Regions from separate parts of the Zea mays genome. Here region 1 is linked to region 2. The links are chromatin contacts, called in public Hi-C maps. All regions are on one chromosome and are shown on one strand. The core of a region is the stretch at or near the end of the contact, and the rest is flanking DNA. Distances in the headings are between cores, read along the strand shown. Region 1 holds the start of LOC100272397 (Guanylate-binding family protein). Region 2 holds the start of LOC100285615 (WW domain-binding protein 11).

Region 1 (4,249 bases), core at 277-2,776, 330 kb after region 2:
GATACCGCGTACACAGGGCTCTAGCACCTCTCCGACAGCCACGTTAGCATGTACACAGGGCTCAGGCACCTCTCTGCCGAACACGTTAGCGCATAGCTACACCCCCATTGTACACCTGGACCCTCTCTTTGCATCTATAAAAGGAAGATCCAGGGCCTTCATGCAAGAGGGTCGCGCGGGAGAAGGAGCTAACGAACATGCTCACTCTCTCTCTCTCTCTCTCGCGAACGCTTGTAACCCCTACTGCAAGCACACCCCCGTGGCGCGGGGCAACACGAGCCGCGTTTTCCCCCTTGTGTTCCGTCTCGCGCCAACCCATCTGGGCTGGGACGCGCAGCGACAAATTTACTCGTCGGTCCAAGGACCCCCCGGGGTCGAAACGCCGACAAAACCATAACCCAATTGACGGTACTACTCAAATTGTTGGGTGGCCTGGGTACTGCAAAACAAGATGCCATGGATGACATACAGGAGCAGGTAGAAAATGTTAGCTACTTTGCCAAGATGGTAAAAGAGCACATATATGTTACTAACCATTTAATCCTTGGCTGCATACTGCATGTCTGCAAAATTATGCATTAAAACTACAATGAACATATTTTTCCTTGGGAGTGCAAGGGAGTAGATATGTTAGTGACACATTAGATTTGTCTACTTACAAATAAGATATCATCAGGCATGTGAATTACTGAGGAACGAACAACATGCGTGTTTACTTACAATTTGTAAATCTGCAGTAATTCACTATGTAAAAGAAAGGTAGCGGGTCAAGTAAATATAGCCTTCCTAAATTTATCAAATCAGTGAGAAATACTTAATGCAAAATCATATTAATGGTTTCGAGGGAATCGCTGGACGTCTACTTTAGACTCTTATAGAGTAGTAGAAATTATATGTTAATTAGATTTTTTTTGTAATAAATTATTATTAGTTTGAACCACAAACCAGCTGCAGCGAGCTGAACTGAGCTTGCTTGCTCTGTTCACAAGCCACAAAAATATGGTCGACTCAAGCTTTTTGAATGTCAAATCGATCCGAGCCAAGGTGCTCCGAGCCCGAACCAGCACGTGAGTTGGAGCTTTTTTCCAGCCACGACGGAGACGCTCGAAGTCTGGAAGCATCGCCAGCAACTATAACAGCACCAGATGCTCTGTTTCTATTGGTCTTTCAATCACCGCCACGTGGGCCCTGCTAACGTGTCCGCTCTTCCATCCCCAGGAATAACGCATACACACGTTTCCAGGTCGTGGCTCCCACACAATGCCCAGTCAGCCAGTCCCCGTCAAATCCCACTGCCATGCGGGCCCACGGAGCCATTAAGTCGACGCCATTAGCAACGTTATTAATAGTAGTAGACGCTATAATAAAGCGCTAAACAATTGCCCGCTTAAAATACGGAAGCGGGCTTCTCGCGGCACGCACGCATCACCCTCGCTGCCCCGTGCTCCCCCGAATTTTTTTCCTCTCCCCTTCCGAGTTCCGACCTCGTCGCCCCGCGGCTCCAGCTCTTCCCGTTCATTCCCTCGCGCCGAAGCAACTCCGGAATCCGCCTGCGCGCCAAAACCCTAGCCCCAGATCCCGCGCCGCGCCGCGCCGCCCGGTGCCCAGTCGGCGGCGCCCGCGCCGGCCATTGCCGCTCGCCGCATTGGGGGCGCTTACGGCGTCTCCTCCGCTCCCGAAGCAGAGATCTGGGCCGAGGAGACCTGGTTGTTCGTGGGCGGTGCAGGGGATGGGGCGCGGGCGGTGGGCCTCGGGGATCCGCGCGGCGGCGCTGGTCCTGCTCGCGGTCGCGGCTGCCGCCGGAGCCGCCGCGGGGGATCCTGATCCCGACGAGCTCGAGCGCGCGTAAGTGTACCTCGGCTCTGCTCCGCGTATCCGTATGGCTGGTCGGTGCTGTGGCGCCATTCCCGCTGCCTCGTTGCTTTTGGCGGGGGACGTCGAACCGAATTTCGCGTTGGATGGCGCGAATGTCTCGTTGCGTCTGTAGCGCGCATTGCCCGTGCGTTGACTGGTGGAAGCATGCGCCGTCCCGGCCGTGCATGCCACGCGATGATGAGGTGTTGTGGCGTAAAGGAGCTAAAGCGCTCTGCTTCACCGCTTACCCGTACTTCTGTTGCAGTTTCGGACAATTCTGGTTTAATTTATCATCTCAGTTCCGCCGTCTCTTGTATGATTGTATCGTGTGTCATGAGTTTCTCATGCCACGCGTGTGTGAAGGCAGTAGACAAGTTTGGTGGGATGTCGAGGAATGACAGGTGGTTGGTACTTGATAGCTTGCATATGGAGAAGGCCAAGAGGAAGTATGTTTTATGGCACGAGTGCAGATTTGGTGCCCAAGGGGGTTGGTGCCCTCCTTGGCTAAAATACCATGTTGCAATGTTTCAAAAATCACCACAAAAACCATGTACAGTTAAATATAGCCGCAACAATTCAGTTTGAAATTCATCTGAGATGTCAGGAAACAAAATGGACAAGTAACCAACCTTGCACTGTTCATCAAGTGTTGACACTTGTGTTTTTTAAATCTCAGCATCAAAGATGAATTTCAATCTGGCTACACTTAAATTTAGATGTACTACATACATGGTTTTTGAAACATTGTAACATGATACTTTAGTTCTTTAGTTAACGAGGTGCCATATGATTTTCCTTTATGGCATTTTGTCAGTGAATTACTTATGCCGTGGCACAATTGTTTCTGCTTTCAAGCAGTGTTGAAATTTGGATTAGTTTGACTGGCATATGCAGATTGGGTGTTCTATTCTTTGGGGGATGTTGCTGTTTGAATATTTTTGGGTGCTTTTACGGAAACTAGTAATTTGAATAGCTTCAAACATTGCTAAGTTCCAAGACTTTAGTTAAATGAACGCCCATTTGTCATATATGAATAATGAGTATGCTATCCAAAGTATATGCTTGCTGCTTGCTTTGTAGGATCTAGTAAAAGTTGCTGGTAGAATTCCTTTTCCTTCTTTTTTTTGACTTTTGCAAATTTTGTGTGAAGTTTGTCTAAGCTTGTGCCCCCCTCTCCCGCGCACACACATTTTACAGAAGCTGGTTATTTTTTTGTTTCTTCCTCAAGATTTCTAAATGTTAATAACTCAGTACTCTCTCCATTCCAAATTATAAGATGTTTTGACCTTTCTAGATTCCTACCTTTTACTATGCACAACTTAGATATACACTATGTCTAGATATATATTAAAAGCAATGTATTTAGAAAAGCCAAAGCGTCTCATATTTTGTTATGGAGGGAGTGCCTTCCTCTATTGAATGAATACTGGCACTGAATATATAAGACCTCACTGCACACTGATATATGTGGTATTCAGCCATCGAGTGAGACTGCTTGCTTCTGTCCTGTCATGAAATCTGGCTTCTAGAAAAAAAGACGCAGTTGTCTCTTACTATTTTTATGAACTTTTGATTTGAAATATCTGATATCCATGTTTGTTATTCATGCTTCTCAAGGTAGCATTTAATGGGGCATATGATGGAAGATAATTGTGAGTCTACCATCAACTATTGACTGTATGCACCTACAGGTTTCCAATAGTGGAGCCAGACCACGGGCACACAAAACTTCGTCTCTCAGAACAAGGTCTAGAAGCAATTCGAAGGATTGAAACTCCTATTGCTGTTGTTGGTGTAAGTTTGAACTTGGTAGTTCCAAAGATTTGTATTTTGTTTGTCATTCTAGTATTTTACATTACTGAACATGACCAACCATGATTTGACACCTCAATGACCACCTGCTGTTAACCCAGGTCATTGGTCCATATCGATCTGGAAAATCTTTTCTCCTCAACCAGCTTCTCTCCTTATCTTGTGATAAAGGTAATTAGATGTTGTTTCTGATATTATAAAAAAAAGGATTTGCTAGTTTGCATACTAGATCTATTTGAGAATGTTGGCAATGCAGGTTTTGGAGTTGGTCATATGCGAGATACTAAAACTAAAGGTTGGGTTGTTTCCTGATGTTCCAGAACTTCGTTTCTTTGTTAATTGTCTTTTTTCTTAATAGAGCTTATTAATAATTTATTACAATTTTTCCTATTATATTGCAGGTATTTGGATTTGGGGTACTCCTGTTGAGATGGATGTTGATGGTTCCAAAGTTTCTGTCATTTATCTAGACACTGAAGGATTTGAAAGTGTTGGGAAATCAAATGTGTATGATGATAGGTTTGTGGCTAGAAAAGAGCTCATTCTGATTTACTTTTTCTAGGATGGATAATTAACTATTAGA
Region 2 (4,184 bases), core at 698-3,197:
ATAAATAATGTGCTAAACAATATGCTAAACTATATATGGTAAGTTTAGGATTAGTGTTAAGTTAAACTATATGTGCAAAACAATAACGCTTACTAACTATTAATGGAAGTTTAACTTAAAAAAACAAAAAATATCTTGGGGTCGGCGGTCGACGTGGGGTCGGTGGTCGAAGCTATGGGTGCCGGGCGGCGACACGTCGTGGAGGTACGGAGGTGGCACAGGATGGGGCCGACGTGGATATGGGGGACGACGAGGACTACGCGTGAGGAGAGGGAGGTGAGAAGTGAGGGTCGACGCGGCTCCGGGGGCGGCGCGTGAGGAGAGGGAGGTGAGAGGTAAGAAAGATTGGAGAGAAGGATCGGCGTGTGTGTCGACCTGAAATGTGTCGAAATGTGTCGAGCTTCAGGTCTAAATCCTGAAATGCGTCGACATGTGTGTCGTTATCTCAGCGCTATAACATATGGGTCAAGCTTCGAGTACAAATCCTGAAATAAGTCATTGATGTAGAGCTTGGCTTGGGATCCAAATCCTGAAATAAGTGAATCACGATCTAAATGTAATTTTGGTCGAAAATTAAGTTAAAGAACAAAAAAATTGGTTGTCCGATCGGGTCTAAATACCGAGGATCTAAATACTGAAATAAGGGGGTGTTTGGTTTCTAGGGACTAATGTTTAGTCCCTTCATTTTATTCATTTTTAGTCTATAAATTGCTAAATATAGAAACTAAAATAAAGTTTTAGTTTCTATATTTGGTAATTTTGGAACTAAAATGGAATAAATGTAGGGATTAGTCCCTACAAACCAAACACCCCCTAAGTCATCCAAAAAGTCTAAATGTAAATTTTAATCAAAATTTAGGTTAAAAAACAAAGCGAATTTTAAGCGATGGAGGCCCGTTACGAGCAGCACAGCTACAAAATGCCCAATTCGGATTGGCGGAAGCCGGCACAGGCCCACGGCAGACACGACCACGAATCAAAACGCGAGTCAGTAGAGGGAAGAACAGGGTGAATTCGAGTTGCGACCTTGCGAGTCCCGGCGCTCCGACCAAACAATGGGTGGTAGTGGCGCAGTTAGTTTTATAATAATAGTGAGACGAACTCAAGTTTAGTCGAGCAAACCAAACACCACCGTGGGCGCTCAGCGAGCGCCATTGCCACGAGCTCACGATCACGGATCACGCCAAGCTAGCTAAGCTACGGCACCGGTCGTCCTCGACTTTGATAGGTCCATTTTTAAACCAATAGCAAACTTGCCCAGCCGTGACCCGTGAACAACATGCCTTCTAACTACTTTGTACACTCCTACGTGGTTCATTCGCATGCCGCCCGCCCTGTCCACCTGCCACCGGCCCGCGCCATCGACGGCGGCGGAGCCACGGAGCTACACAAAGGGAGGCGGCGCCGTCGCGGTGCCTGGCGGCTCCGGCGGGACGACCTCGGGCGGCGGACTGGGCGGGTCCACCTCCGGGAGCTGTGGCGGCGGTACGTCGGGGTTGGGCGGCACGACAGGGACCTCCGGCGCCGGCGGCGACGGCATCGCCGGACCCGGGAGCTCCGGTCCGGGCGCTGGCTGCCCCGGCATCGGCACGTCGACGCCCGGCGGCGCGTTGAACTCTGGCGGCGTGTCGATGCTCGGCACCTCGTCCGGCGGGCGGTTCGTCCCCGGCACCTCGAGCGGCTGGCGGTCCGTGCCAGGCACCTCGGGCGGCGTCGTCTGGCCCGGGACCTCCGGCGGCGGCGGAGTGGCAGCGTGGCAGCGCACGCGGACGAGACCGGCGGACGAAGGCGGCGGCCGGCGGGCGAACGAACGCAACGCGCGCGCCGACGTCGCGGCCGCGCGGCACGGCGGGAGGAGCGACGACGTCACCAGGCTAGCCGGCATCCTTGCGCTCTGCTCTTCCTATCTTTGGCGTACACGACGACGATTGAGTACAAAACAAGAGGCATGGCACGGGAGGTCGGCTGAACACTTTATACGCCTGGCGACTTGACACGTCCGGCGACGACCAGGAGCACGTGTCCTGCTTTCCGAAAGAGGAGGCTTCTTGCGACACGTGCCGACGTGCGTACGTGCCTGTCAGAGTACTACCCACGAAGTTACTCTTATCTCATTTCCACAATTCACCGGGAACAACTACGGAGCTTTTCTTTATTCCGACTTGTTTAGAAGCTTTCAATTTTCACTCTAATCGATTTTGACACGAAATAATTGTTGAGTTTATGATCGATCATGTTAGCAAGCGGCGTCGTGAGGCACCTCCGGCGGGTAGAGCCCCACGGTATATATTAGTGACCATAATTAAAGTTTATTGTGTGTCGTCTTTTACTGCTTATGTAAGCCACCATCTACGGACGACGTTCTATAAACACTCCATATATAATGACGGTTTTGTCTGACTGATACCCGACTGATACCCGTATTTTTTTCCTTTCATATTAAAGAGTTTTCCACGTATATCTGTGTGTCGTTCTCTCTGTAATTTATTTGGTTGCTCTACTTGGTTTTTCTACCGTTTTTGCTAACAAAGATTAATATAAATTCAACTACATCCGAGCAAAACGTCAGCGAATTCGATTTCTCTATTGAATGAAACTTCACCCAAAAAAACTACAAATAAAGATCCTACTTTTTAAGCCCAGTTTAGATGCTTATAGATAGTAATTATGTGGCGATAATTATATCTTTTGAACCTAAATAGATAGTAGAGTAGTTAATTATTATTAGTTGGACATCTAAATAAATAACAACTAAGTCACTGATTATATAAAATCAAATGATACCAGCTAATAGGGCGTACCATCAAATTATCATGGCAAATCATCTTGAGATCCTATGGTGTATTTAGTTTGTGGAGTCACTCTATGCTTTATGAGGTGATGCATTATAAGTTAATTCCATCAATTTTGGTGGAATCAACCCGCACCTCATGTATATACTAATTATTAGCTTATGTGGAATGGGGTGGTGATAGATCAACTCATTCTATTCCACAAACCAAATAAATAAGTGAGGAGTGAGAAGAAGATGGATCACCTAATTCCTCAAACCAAACACACTACTAATGATCATCCTCCGTGCCTTTCACTGTACATTTGTACTACAGTACCTGACAAGGGACCTTAGGATTGTTCAACTTCTGCTTAGGATTCAGAGGTGAACAAAAACGACCAGACCTGCTCACCAAAAAAGGTTATAACACTTCAGTTCACCTGACCCTAAAAAGACCGTTTACTATTTGCCTCCACAAGAAACCACAAAATTATATGTCTTCAAGATCTAATTACTTCCCCCTACTCCTGTCCAGCTAAAAGTTTCAACATTCTATCATTTTATCAAGGACAGTTGGATTATCTTACTACCAAGCCAGTCCCTACAATGTGACTGAATACTCCAAATTTGCCCAACCTAGCACCTTTCTAAAAATGATGTTATTTAGAGCTAGTTTGGCGGACTCATTTTTCCAAGGGATTTTAATTTTTTCAAAGGAAATTAGTTTATTTTTCCTTGGGAAAATAGAAATCTCTTTAGAAATTAGAGTTCTCAAACTAGCCCTTAGATAAAAACAACTTGATAATATTGACCAATATGGTTATGTACCATGCAAATACTAAACACTGAGAAACTGCTTGCATGGGTTATTGCATTCTTAACAGGAAATATATCTAGTGCACATGAACCTTTGATGTGCATATTGTGAACTAACAAAGTTTATAAAAAATTCTGAAAATTTTCATACATATTCTTTCCATCTTACTTCAATTATATACAAAATCTTAAGTTCAAATTCAACATACTTTAGTTGTAATAAAAAAAGATAAATTTTCTGATAAATTTAAATTAGAAAATCGACCAAAATATTCTCTTTTTTATTACAGCTAAAATATAACGGATTTGAATTTTAAATTTTGTACTTAATATGAGTAAAATAGAAAGAATATGTATGATTTTTTTTTAGATTTTTTATGAAATTTGTTAGTTCATGTGCACTATATATACTCAAATGCTCATGTATATAGGATGTGTTCCCTTCTTCACAATGGCTTCCTGCTCAACAACCATCTATTGGTTGTACTTCCTGCACATTATATAGTAGCAGTAGATAGAGTCAACTCGTATGTACAACCCTAATAAACATTTTGGTCCCAGGAGGCCGGTAAAGCTATTCCTGGACTCACGTGAA

Evidence for each region. Hi-C and Micro-C count contacts between places; a contact is called where the count stands out from the background.
Region 1: a contact with region 2 is called in a Hi-C map of ear, with 2.4 times the contacts expected there. The contact joins the promoter of LOC100272397 here to the promoter of LOC100285615 in region 2. A contact is called at or near these places in 2 of 25 Hi-C or Micro-C datasets (ear and tassel).

Annotation. Positions count from the first base shown.
Region 1 is chr1:294,900,033-294,904,281 of Zm-B73-REFERENCE-NAM-5.0, forward strand. It overlaps LOC100272397 (Guanylate-binding family protein), which reads left to right and starts at 1,527. Exons shown (of 17, transcript NM_001359613.1): 1 at 1,527-1,845; 2 at 3,546-3,648; 3 at 3,768-3,837; 4 at 3,923-3,961; 5 at 4,068-4,185. The coding sequence starts at 1,730.
Region 2 is chr1:294,566,408-294,570,591 of Zm-B73-REFERENCE-NAM-5.0, forward strand. It overlaps LOC100285615 (WW domain-binding protein 11), which reads right to left and starts at 1,948. Exons shown (of 1, transcript NM_001158506.3): 1 at 1,240-1,948. The coding sequence starts at 1,885. The coding sequence ends at 1,385.